Regions from separate parts of the Mus musculus genome. Here regions 2 and 3 are each linked to region 1. A link is a contact called in public HiChIP or PLAC-seq data. All regions are on one chromosome and are shown on one strand. Each heading gives the region's core, a stretch centred on a gene start, on an enhancer-like site or on the middle of the called end of the contact. The rest is flanking DNA. Distances are from core to core; before and after follow the strand shown. Region 1 holds the start of Tbce (tubulin-specific chaperone E). Region 2 overlaps Arid4b (AT rich interactive domain 4B (RBP1-like)). Region 3 overlaps Arid4b (AT rich interactive domain 4B (RBP1-like)).

Evidence for each region. HiChIP or PLAC-seq counts read pairs in DNA pulled down with a chosen protein or histone mark.
Region 2: a contact with region 1 is called in an H3K27ac HiChIP or PLAC-seq map of trophoblast stem cells, with 12 read pairs. The contact joins the enhancer-like site here to the promoter of Tbce in region 1. A contact is called at or near these places in 4 of 39 promoter capture datasets (the C10 cell line, the HPC-7 cell line, liver and 1 more), 3 of 484 Hi-C or Micro-C datasets (CD8 T cells, nephron progenitors and uterus), 4 of 115 datasets of contacts at active chromatin or transcription factors (the SCID.adh cell line, bone marrow-derived macrophages, embryonic stem cells and 1 more) and 3 of 9 other capture datasets (adipose tissue, liver and pancreatic islet).
Region 3: an H3K4me3 HiChIP or PLAC-seq map of bone marrow-derived macrophages shows a contact between it and region 1, with 3 times the contacts expected there. The contact joins the enhancer-like site here to the promoter of Tbce in region 1. A contact is called at or near these places in 5 of 39 promoter capture datasets (the C10 cell line, the HPC-7 cell line, liver and 2 more), 1 of 15 datasets of contacts at CTCF or cohesin (large pre-B cells), 1 of 484 Hi-C or Micro-C datasets (CD8 T cells), 4 of 115 datasets of contacts at active chromatin or transcription factors (the SCID.adh cell line, bone marrow-derived macrophages, embryonic stem cells and 1 more) and 3 of 9 other capture datasets (adipose tissue, liver and pancreatic islet).

Annotation. Positions count from the first base shown.
Region 1 is chr13:14,037,858-14,041,911 of GRCm38.p6, reverse strand. Tbce (tubulin-specific chaperone E) reads left to right here and starts at 2,274. Exons shown (of 17, transcript NM_178337.3): 1 at 2,274-2,374.
Region 2 is chr13:14,113,611-14,117,810 of GRCm38.p6, reverse strand. The region is part of intron 2 of Arid4b (AT rich interactive domain 4B (RBP1-like)); the gene reads right to left. Among named protein-coding and RNA genes, the nearest start is that of Gm26129, 28 kb to the right of the region's middle. Within about 2 kb of position 2,165, at least 30 of the 459 cell types and tissues checked have an H3K27ac peak or open chromatin away from gene starts, as enhancers often do. A contact at or near this core is called in trophoblast stem cells and uterus, where this site is marked.
Region 3 is chr13:14,135,424-14,139,282 of GRCm38.p6, reverse strand. Arid4b (AT rich interactive domain 4B (RBP1-like)) reads right to left here. Exons shown (of 24, transcript NM_194262.2): 7 at 3,024-3,115. Among named protein-coding and RNA genes, the nearest start is that of Gm26129, 50 kb to the right of the region's middle. Within about 2 kb of position 1,747, at least 2 of the 459 cell types and tissues checked have an H3K27ac peak or open chromatin away from gene starts, as enhancers often do. A contact at or near this core is called in bone marrow-derived macrophages, where this site is marked.

The sequences.
Region 1 (4,054 bases), core at 1,025-3,524:
AGAACATAGGAGGTGAAGGTGGCAACAGCCATCTTTTTCTTCATGCAGGACAGGGAGGAGCCCTGCCCTGCTGCAGACTCTAGAGACTCTATGCTGGGGCTGGGGGCTGAGGGGTTCCCAGAGAACATTATAAGAAGGCATCACTGCCGGGCGGTGGTGGCGCATGCCTTTAATCCCAGCACTTGGGAGGCAGAGGCAGGCGATTTCTGAGTTCGAGGCCAGCCTGGTCTACAAAGTGAGTTCCAAGACAGCCAGGGCTACACAGAGAGAAACCCTGACTTGAAAAACCAAAAAAAAAAAAAAAAAAAAAAAAAAAAAGTCCCAGGACTGCTTGGCACTGGCACCACGTGTGTCTTTCAGCCATTCTCTAAAGAGGTCTTCATCATTCTTTATAAGCCTTGTTAAAGCCCCTTTCCTCCTGCTTCCTGCCCAGGAGTTCACCAATACCAGCCAGGCTCCCCACTGGCTTTTCCCCCATGGACTCTGCCACGAAGTCTCGGTGCTTTTGGGAGGTTGTCATCTTGATCAGGCTTAACCAGCAGCTCTGGCTCTGGCAATAGCCCCTTGCACCTGCCCATACCTCAAGCTACTAGAATGTTCTTCTGTGTACTTATTTGTATGGGTACCTCTGTATGTGAGTATGCATGTATGTGCCTGTCATGCCAAGGGTCAATAGTAGGTATCTTTCCTCTTCCTCCTCCTCTTCATCACCACCATCATCATTCTTGACAGTTCTAAGGATAAAACCTAAAGACTCACACATGCAAAGCTAGCAATATTCCTCCTCACAGACTATATGAAGCTCGAGAAGAAGGCCAGCCAAAGTAAGGATGCTTCAGTCCAACTTAGAAGGGGGAACAAAATAATCACGGGAAGTAGAAGGTAGGGAGAACTTGGGAGATATAGAGGAATGTGTTCTTGTGTAAAAGTATAAAAATTCAAATGATCTCTTCTACAGTAAGTCATTCAGGGTAAACTCAGTAAACGTTTCTGGGCCAAGATCACTTAAATTTGGTTCAGAATAGCCTATCTCTTTTCTAGCATGTGTTTTGTATCAACACTTCCTTGAAAAGCATGAAGTTACAATAAATGTGGAGATATTGGCATGGTGGGCCAAGCCTGTGATTTTAGCACTTGGTAGATGGAGGCAGGATATTAAGGAATTAAGACCAATCTTGACTTTGGTAGTTAGGTGACAGAAATCCGCCTGCCTCTCCCTCCCGAGTGCTGGGATTAAAGGTGGGCGTCACCACGCCCAGCTTGACTTTGGCAAGTTTTGAGGCCAGCCTAGGATACGTGAGACTTTGTCTCAAAACAATCAGCAGCAGCACCTTCATGAAATGTTGTCCTTGAAAAACGCTCCCATCTGAAGGTCTGTGTTTCTATTGGAGACTTGCCAAATGACAATAGTAGCTTAGCCCCTCCAGGCAAGAGTGAGTCATGTTCTATGACTACTGAGACGGTTTCAAACAGGAAAGGTTCTGGCAGCTTATTTCATCTTTCATTAACCACTGACAACAGATTCACTACAGGGTTCTCGTTCACTGCTGTGCAATAAAACAGATTTATAATTAATTATGTCTCCCAGCAGAGTTGTGCAATTCCTCTTGGATTGAATTACAGCACTCTTTTATTACTGTTTTCGTGGTGCTGTCTGGTCAAACTGACTTGGATCCAGCAAAGCCGGAGCTCTTCCAAGTAAGTTTTTGCCAGCTTCAGGTATAGCAATATGAGGGGTCACATTGCGATATGCTTATATACATAGCATCTTAAATTTGTTTTCAATGAAATAGTTACTGGCTTTTTAACATCTAAAAATAAACCAAAACACTCGATTCATAGGAACGTCTTGTTTAAAGTGGTGACTTACTTAAAACATTGCGTTTACTCTTGTTCTCCCTCATGCCTTAGCTGGTTAACTTTTTCTTTCCAGTTCTGGAGGGATCAACACTACACCTTTCTATGTAACTATGAACTCCCTACGGTGATTTAGTGCCCATAAGCATGAAACATTTTTGTTTTTTAGATATGAACCCCCCTCCGCTCCTCCCATCTCTCTTGCCTCGACCTTCCCAGTGCTGATTGTAATTGCCATGAGCCATCACGCCCAGCTATGAACTTTTAGTTCGCGTCTTGAATCAACTACAGTACGCAAAATCGACTGGTCCCACAGTCCTTCGGGGTTGCAGTTCCGGTGTCTACCTTACCAGCACTTCGCGACAATAGGGTTCGCGTTTGGAAGGGCTAAAGTGGTTTTCATCACTTCCTCTGCGGAGGTGGGACTTCCGGTCTCCAGATACTTCCGCCTAGAGCCGAAAGCTTCGTCGCTGATTGCGTGAGGGTCTCTGGGTGCTGACAGACCGGCAGAGGGAAGGTGAGCTTCGTAAGGTCGTGGAGCTGAGGTGGCGAGCTGCCCAATGGGGCTGGGTTGCCTGAGTGTGTGCTTTCTGCTCCGAGACTTCTCCGGTCGGCTGGGCCCCATTGTGGGCTGACCCAGCGGAAGGCTAGTGCGCCTGCGCCAAGCGCCTTCTGGATCCTCCCCACCCCTCCCCCGTTAACATCTGGGCGTGGGTCTCAAGTGATGCTGCCATCTCTTCCTTTTGACGTTTCTGGTGGACAGCGGTGGAGGGTGGTGGGAGGGCAGAGAGGAGTATTCAGATTTTTTTCCCTTTTTTTGAGGGGGATATTTTATTTACATTTAAAATGTTATCCCCTTTCCCGGTTTCCCCTCCGGAATCCCTCTATTTCATCCTTCCTTCCCCTGCTTCTTTGAGGGTGCTCCCCACCCACCCGTCCACTCCCACCTCGCCGCCCTGGCAGTCGCCTACACTGGGGCATCGAGCCTTCACAGGGCCAAGGACCTCACCTCCCATTGATGTTCAACAAGGCCATCCTTTGCTACATATGGGGCTGGAACCATGAGTCCCTTCATGTGTACTCTTTGGTTGATGGTTTAGTTCCTGGGAGCTCTGCAGGGTCTGGTTGGTTGATATTGTTCTTCCTGTGCGTTGCAAACCCCTTCAGCTCCATCAGTCTTTTTTTCTCTAACTCCTCCGTTAGGGATCTTGTGCTCAGTTCAATGGTTGGCTGCTAGCAGCTGCCTCTGTATTTGTTAGGCTCTGGAAGCGCCTCTCTAGAAACAGCTATATCAGGCTACAGTCTGCACACTTCTTGCCATCCACCTTAGTGACTGACTTATCTCACTCAGGATATTTTCTAGTTCATTCACTTGCCTAAGAATTTCATGAAGTCATTGTTTTAATAGCTGAGTAGTACCCCATTGTGTAAATGTACCTCATTTTCTGTATCAGTTTCTCTGTTGAAGGACATCTGAGTTCTTTCCAGCTTCTGGCTATTATAAATAAGGCTGCAATGAACAGAGTGGAGCATGTGTCCTTGTTATATGTTGGAGCATCTTTTGTGTATATGCCCAGGAGTAGTATAACTGGGTCCTCAAATAGTACTATGTCCAATTTTCTTACAAACCTCTAGACTGATTTCCAGAGTGGTTGTACCAACTTGCAGTCTCACAAACAATGAAAATGTGTGTTCCTCTTTCTCCACATCTGCTGTCACCTGAGTTTTTGATCTTAGCCATTCTGACTGGTGTGAGGTGGAATCTCAGGGTCATTTTGATTTGATTTCCCTATGACTAAGGATGTTGAACATTTCTTTAGGCGCTTCCTGGGCATTCAGGATTCCTCAATTGAGAATTCTTTCTTTAGCTCTGTACCCCATTTCTAATAGGGTTATTTGGTTCTCTGGAGTCTAACTTCTTGAGTTCCTTGTATATATTAGATATTAGCCTTCTATCAGATATAGGATTGATAAAGATCTTTTCCTGATATGTAGGTTGCCGTTGTGTCCTGATGGCAGTGTCCTTTGCCTTCAGAAGCTTTTCGGTTTTATGAGGTCACTTTTGTTAATTGTTGATCTTAGAGCTTGAGTCATTGGTGTTCTGTTCAGGAAAATTTCCCCTGTGCCCATGTGTTCGAGGCTCTTTCCCACTTTCTCTTCTACTAGATTAAGTTTATCTGGTTTTATATGAAGGTCC
Region 2 (4,200 bases), core at 916-3,415, 76 kb before region 1:
CTAGTAGTCAAGCTGTATATTTATGCTGTAATAAGAATGTAGCCACAGTGAAAAAACCACTTCTTCACTGTTATTAATGTTTTAGTATTAGCTACAACTTAGTAATACTGCTTTCTACATATTTTTTATTATTTAAGTGTATTCACTCTGTGTATATCTTTGCAACACATTCGTTCAGTGGTCATGGAGACCAAATGAAGACATCAGATCCTGAGCCTGGAGTTTCAGACAGTTGTGAGCCACCATGTAGGTGCTGGGAATCAAACCCTGGTCCTCTAGAAGAACAGCCATTATTTTTACCCATCTCTTTATAACTCCTTTGTGCTGCTCTTTTAAGGTTCACAAATGTGTACCTTCAACTCACCCATCTTAGCACTCTTAAGATACCATTTTTCTTGGCTAAATTCCATACAAGAAAGAAATTAGTGGCTTTATGTTACCATGAATAAGGAAAGAGGTAGCATATGTATGTCAATCCTTTGTAATAATCATTACAGAACACACAAAGGAAATCATCATGTATCTTAAACACAATCTTAATCAATTATTTTTAAATTGGGAAAAAAATTTAAGAAAATTTCAATTCATTTTATGGTTAAACAGAGTAAGGGACAGTCTACTTTCCACAACTTACAACTTCCATTAGCAATGCATCCTTTGTACCTTACTAGCCAGTACCATTTCATGTCGGAGAGAAATAACATGTAACTAAATTAAAACTAATGAAGAAGCCCAACTTCCTATAGAATAAGTCAATTAAAAGCTACCCAACTGGAAGTGGGGAGATGACTTAATCAGTGAAGTGACTGCCACACAAGCACTAACATAAGCACAGATCTCCAGAACCCACATGAAAAGTCTGGCATGGAGGTGTGCACCTGCAATCCAAACCTTAAAGAAGAGGATAGAGATACTCCTGAAGTTATTGACCAGCTAGCCTACCAAAATGGATGTTCTTCTGGAAAAACAATCTTAAAAATTTAGAGAATATTAGAGACACCAGGTGTCAACCAACCAACCCACCTGCCACACACATGCACATCAGGGCTTTATATCTGTCCCTACACAGTGAAGTAAATAAATATGTAAGAAGTAACCTTTGGGGGCAGGTAAGATGACTCAGTGGGTAAAGATGCTTACACCAAGCCTCACAACCTAAATTCAATCCTACATAGTGTAAAAGAAAAAACCAAAAAACCTCCCACAAACTGTTCTCTGACCCCCACAGGGACACAGTGGTATGTGGGCATACAGACAGACAGGTACAAGTACAGACACACACACACACACACACACACACACACGAACACACAAAGAGAGAAAGAGAGGTGGGGGGGTGTGATTTTTTAAAATAAAGCTTTAAAAAGGGTGTGTTATCCATGACTTTAATCCCAGCACTCAGGAAGCAAAAGCAAGGGATCACTTTGAGTTCGAGGCTAGCCTGGTCTACATTGGAGAGTATACAGAGACAGGCAGATCCCAGTTGCTCACTGTTCAGCCAGTATAGTCAAAGTGCCCAGTACCCCAGTTCAAAGAAAAACCATTTCTCAAACATTGAGATGGAAGGGATGGAAAAATGGCTCAGTGGGTGAAAGCACTTTCCCTGGCAAGCCTGACCACCTGGGTTCAATTCTTAGCAGTCACATAAAGGTGGAGGAGAGAACTGACTCCATGAACTTGTCCTCTGAACTCCACATACTTGGTGTAACATGCACATCCCACTGAATCAGACATACACATAAAGATTTTGGGTTTTGTTTTATTTGTTATTCGTTCTGTGTAGCCTTGGTTGTCCTGGAAACCCCTCTGTAGACCAGGCTGGCCTGGAACTCAGAGAGCTGCCTGCCTCTGTCTCTCAAGGGCTAGGACTAAAGGCATGTGCCGCCACCACCAGGCCTACAAAGTCACTTTCTAACTAAAAAATATTTATTAAGGTGGAATCCATAAAGGGAATACACCCAACACCTAATCTGGCCTCTATACATGGCCACATGGGTAAATGTATACAAAAACATACACAAGACACCTATATCCCCCACATTTTTATATCAATGAAAGACAATATAAAATATTAAGAATATAGGTTTGGCACAGCCCTACCCCCACCCCAAATGACTCATGTGTTTAAATGCTTGGCTCACAGGTGTGATCTATTAGGTGTGATCATGTTGGAGTAGGTATGGACTTGTTGGTAAGAATGTGTCACTGTGAGGGTGGGCTTTGAGGTCTCCTATGCTCAAGCTCCACCCAAAATCCAGTCTCTGCCTGGCTGCTCTGCAGAAGACAGTTCCCTTCTGCTGTGTGGAGAGCTTTGGGGGTCACTTGGCAGGAATCTGACATTGGCCAAAGACAAGGAAACGGGCTTCGGTCAGAAATCTGACACTGGGCCATGACAAGGAAGTAAGTTCAGGCAGGAATCTAATTTTAGAATGGAACAAAGGCGTAGGCTTCAGGCAAGAATCTGACTTTGGGTTACAACAGGGAAATAGGCTCAGACAGCTTGGTCATCATGCTAAGCCCTTAGAAACAGTGACCCCAGGACTTTGTTTATTGCTTTGCTTATTCCTAGACTATTTGTGTATTGTCTTGCTTGTTCCTCAACCTAGAACTGACCTTATTACTTGCATACAATTAAATTGGTATAAAAGCAGATCGAGAAAAAAGAAACACCTCAGAATAAATAAGCCTCAGAACTGGCTGGGGTCATGCTACAATGTTGTCTGTCTTTTTTTCTTTTTAATCCTCACTCCTGCACTGGAGAACCTGTTGACTGACTGAGCTGGCTTGGTCACTGCTGTCTTTGGATAAATACGTAGAACTCTTCAGGGTCTCCTTCAGCACTAAGTCTGCCTGTATACTTCCATGCTTCCCTCCATGATGATAATGGATTAAACCTCTCAAACTGTAAGCCAGCCTCAATTAAATGTTTTCCTTTATAAGCGTTGCTGTGGTCATGATGTCTCTTAATAGAAATGAAACTCTAAGACACAGCACCAACTTCTGCAGCGATGTAACTCAGTGATAGGTGCTACATCACCAACAGTGATAACAGTGCTAGGTGCTTAATATCCCTAGCATCCTCCAACCCCAAAAAGGAAGATTACTGAATGAGACATGTAGGCTCAAATCTACCACTTAAGAGTTAAAAGATGCTAGGTGAAAACTCTACAGCTCAGTACATAGTCATGACCTCACAGGGATGAAAAGTACATACCATATCTGCAGTATTTAGAACATGCCCATGTACAGCGCAAAATACAGACTAAACAATTTACGTCCTGAAAGGGGGAGTTAGACCATTAAAAAACAATTCCTATGTAAAGAATAGATTAGCTTTCTCTCCCCCGTCCCCAGCTCTGTGTATGAAGTAACTCCTTTAAAATTATTTCCCTTGCTCAACTCAACCATGACATAATCATGCTGCCTTCTAGTAGTAAGAGTTGCTAGGATTCCATGATACTGATGCCTAATGAAGTGTACCGTGATCCATTAGTGCAGCAATCAACCAAGTCTGCACAGCTACTCTGAGTCTAATGTACTCTGATTCAAAGCAGACACACACAAAGAACTGTGTCAGTAGGTTAACCAAGACTCCTCTGACTAGGAGGAGTGACAATTATGCAGATATGTGTATCTATATAATCAAGAAGGAAAATAAAAACCTCTTTACCTTCTCTTTTTGTTCTGCTTCTCAGATTTTGGTCAATAATATAGACCATTTCAGAGGCTAAAAATAAGATGTTTTGAAGTAGTACCTCCACACCATGGAGGAAATTAAACCACCAAATCACCATCCCTTTGTTTAGCAAACACAACAGTTTTCTAGTTGCTAAGGCAACAGCTAATTCACAGTTACTCTGTGTTACTTAAACAATTATTTTTCTAGTCTATCTACCAAATGTCCTAACAGTCATTAGTGCACGCGCACACACACACACACACACACACACACACACACACACAAAATCTATTCAATTCCATGGGAACATTAACAACAGCAATTTTAAAATTCACTAACAGTGCCTGAATCCCTTCAAAGTGTCAAGGAAGCCACATAAGTGCATAAAAGGAACCAACAGTGATCTCTAATGTACCTCCAGGCTGCAGTTCACCACATAAAGTGTTAGAACGACAGCTAAATCAGCTCTTGAAATGGCTGGGTAACACTGATACTGCCTTAAAAAACCATTTAATTATTAA
Region 3 (3,859 bases), core at 498-2,997, 98 kb before region 1:
CTATTGTAGAGAATAAGTAAAGAATAGAATAGTGAACCCTTCAGAAATGTAGGTATCGAGATGGGTATTTCGAGCTCTCAAAGCTCAAAATGCCAAGCAAGGACACTTCGGAACCCTCAGTAACGAGACCAAGCAATCACTGTAGTGAGCGGTGAGCAAAACCAGCTAACAAACAAAAGTAGGCTTCCTCTACAAAACTAGCTCTCCAGCCACCAAACAATATATATGTTCAATGGAATCCAAAGCCCATTTCTCATGGCATGCTGAGATTCTTAACAGAAATTGAGCATTGCAAATCATTAAGAAGCAGTGCCCACATACACTTCATTATCATGTTCAATGTAGAACTATTTTTCTTTAACATTAGAGACTTTCTAATATATCATAACTTTTAGTCATTTTAATAGATCAAATCTTCAGAATATTAAACTTATTTTGAATTTATTTATGTATTTATTTTGGTGTTTTGCCTGTGTGTATATCTATGTCAAAGTGTCAATCCTGGAGTTACAGACAATTCTGAGCTCCCATGTAGTGATAGGACTTGAACCTCCGTCCTCTGGGAGAGCAACCATTGCTCTGCAACCCTAAGAATGTGATTTTTAAATTGTAATTGTAAACAAAGCAGCTAAGTGCAGTCCTTGTGCTGGGGAGTATTTAAGCTGGATGTTTAAATGAAGAGGTAAAAACACAAGAGATCTCTGTGTATGCTGACATTTGATCCCAATGTTTTCATGTAATACATGATTCTATTTAGTATGTGCATTCTACACTTTGCAGAAGGAATGTTCCACCAGCAAAATCTATACAAATACCATCAAGCCTGAACACCCAAATACACAACACCTCTGCTCTTGGACTTGAAGACAACTTAGCCTGCATTTGCTATATAAGCATTATATGTGTATATAAATATGCATAACTTATAATACAAATAAATTCAGTTTTCAAATCTCTAAGAGAGTTTATATTATGATCTTAATTTTATAGATAAATATGAAAAGAGTAGGTTGCCAAAGTCATACAGCTAGTGGTAAAGTGATGAAAACCAGGCCATCAAGCTCCATGCTCACACTACACTAGATAACTGGAATCACTGCTAATGAGATTACCTGACATTTCATACTCACTGATCTGTTAGCACCAATTAGAGTTATTACAACTTAAATAAACTCTCAGAACTATAGAAAAACTAATGATAAAATATTAACTCATTAATTTTCAAAGCTATCAAAACATCCTACAATTCATCTGCTTAAATGAATACTTTGTAGCAATATAACAGACCTGTCAAAACTTAAAATAATCAGATCAAAGTTACACCTAATATTACAATGAAGGTTTTCTTATTAATACCACCATACATTTTCTGAGACAGCCTTAGTATATAGCCCTGGCTGGTCTAGAATTCACAGATCTGCATGCCTCTAGCATTAAAGGCATGTACCACCATATTGAGCCCACCATTTATTTACAGTTTATTTTTTTCTGTGGCTGAAATACATTTAATTTTAAAATGTTATACATAGAAGAATTTTTTAAAAGTTACAATGCAAGTATCCTTAAAATAATCAAGTCACCATCAAAATAACAAGGCAGAGATATTAATTGGCAACTAAAGAAAACGTGTTTCTAGAAGATTCAGTGAGAAATGCGTAACTCAAATTACAGTAAGATAGGAAAGTGGCTAGCAATGAATATCTTTTCAGTGAGGTAATCAGTCTTCTCATTTCCTTCCTCAAATGAAAGTTTGTCATTAAAACTAATTTAGAAAGTAACTTAAGCACTGTAGCTAAGGAAAATCAAACCAGTTAAACAGGAAAAGCCTGTGGAAAGCACACCCTCCTCCTCCCGGTCTCAGAATGATTTCCTTAATCTTAAAATTTATTTTATTTACTTACTCACCTATGTATGTATGTATGTATGTATGTATGTATGTATGTATGTATGTATGTATGTGCTAACTATCTGCATGTGTAGAGGAGTGATAGCCGATGCCCATGCAAGCCAAAAGAAGCCATCAGATCCGCTGGAGCTGGAGTTACAATAATCGCCCAATGTGGGTGCTTAGGACTAAATTCTGGTCCTTTTGAAAGGGAAGCAACCATTCTTAACTGCCAATCCATCTCTCTAGAACCCTGATTTTAATAAGGAAATTATTATTTCAGATAAAAAAATCATAATAAAGATGAATGAGCCCATTAAATAGTATAAGTGGATTTAGCCACCTCACATTTTGAGGGTTCAGAAAAATCAGATTTAATATCTGACTGTTTATACTGAAAGCATTCACTTTTTTCAAGTTTTTAATTAATCCAACTAAATATTTATTTTTACCTGTTTAACAATATTTTCTTTAGTGATTATATATTTTTATTTCTGATATATTAATTTTTAATTCAAATCATTTTTAAAAGAACACTTAAGAGAATAAATTTAAAAATATACTCTGTTGTCTAATCCACTCCAACTTCTTATTGCTTCAAAAAAGTTGTTTTTAACCCTTTCAGGTATTTGTCTCATAGGTACTAAGAAAAAAACCACCATTATAATAAGAGTAAAAGATGAAATTTTACCTATGACATTTGATAAATGCAAAGAATTTAGGAGATTCATTAAAAAAAAAAAGTCTGGTTTCAAAGGAAACAACAGAGAACAACAAAATAGTTCCCATAAAGGTGAGAACTACGAGTGAGCAAGATAATGGCAGGAGAAAGGAACTAGGAACAAAGAAAACACCATGAACAAACTCATGACTCAGAACAGTGATGGGTAACTGACTAGTTCTGCTCCAAAAGCAGCATCAAGATCTATGAAGGAGCCCTGGAGGAAGCCACAGCTGTGAGGCGGGCCTGGCGGGCATGGAGCGCAGCCCCATGCTGAGGAGTCTGCATCGCTATCAGAACTGACATCAGCAGGAGACCTCAGTAACACTTTTCAGTTTACAATTTAAGGATCTATTAAAACAGTACTGGAAAGAGAAATGATTTCAGGTTCACTAACAGTTATGAAAATTGACTTACATATGGTTAGATCTTCTTCCTCTATTTGTTTTCTTTCCTATGACTGGAGTGCCAAAATGCTCAGGATTGGTGAGTGGGAGCTGGTCTAGTGTCTGTGGGTGAGAACACAAACCCAACAAGTTATTACTTTGCAAGTGCTTTCTTCATTTTAAACCAAACCAATGTAATATGCTTATATTTTGAAGTTAGTTTTTTTCATCCAAGGAAGGCTACAATACAACTTTCCTATTGAAAGAAAACTCTAGTTTCAAAGATATTAGAATAAAGATGAATGAGCCCATTATTTGGAGAGAGGAAGAAAAATAAAGCCCTGGCTGCCTGTCTAGGTGATTCATTACCTATATAGTAGGCCACACACACCCCAAAATCACTAAAATACAAAATAACCAAAAGCTTACCCAAACATACACATGAGATAAGACACCTACTTATAAGGGTTAATTCTTAGGATGAGGTCAACAACAGCTCAAAATTTTCCTTGTCCATAGTAAACCATAATCCATAAAAACATTGTAATTAGTAAGCAAAACACAATTAACCACCAAGAGAAGCACTAGCAGCTTCAAAGGGAGATCCAGAGAAGATATATGGTCATTTGGTAAATGTTTTCTACAATAAATCTTTCTTAAAGAAAATGTTTAAAAATGAGTTTTAGTATTTAATTTGTTTTCCTTTTTAATCTGCAGCACACAATATAATTGCCAGTATGAAAATGAATATTCTTTCCTTGATATCATCTATACATCTCATGGGAATGTACTTTTCACAAGTTTTCTTGTGTTTTTTCAGCCTTAATTTCCGGAAAAGTGTATAAAAAACCTAAAGTAGCACTTCAA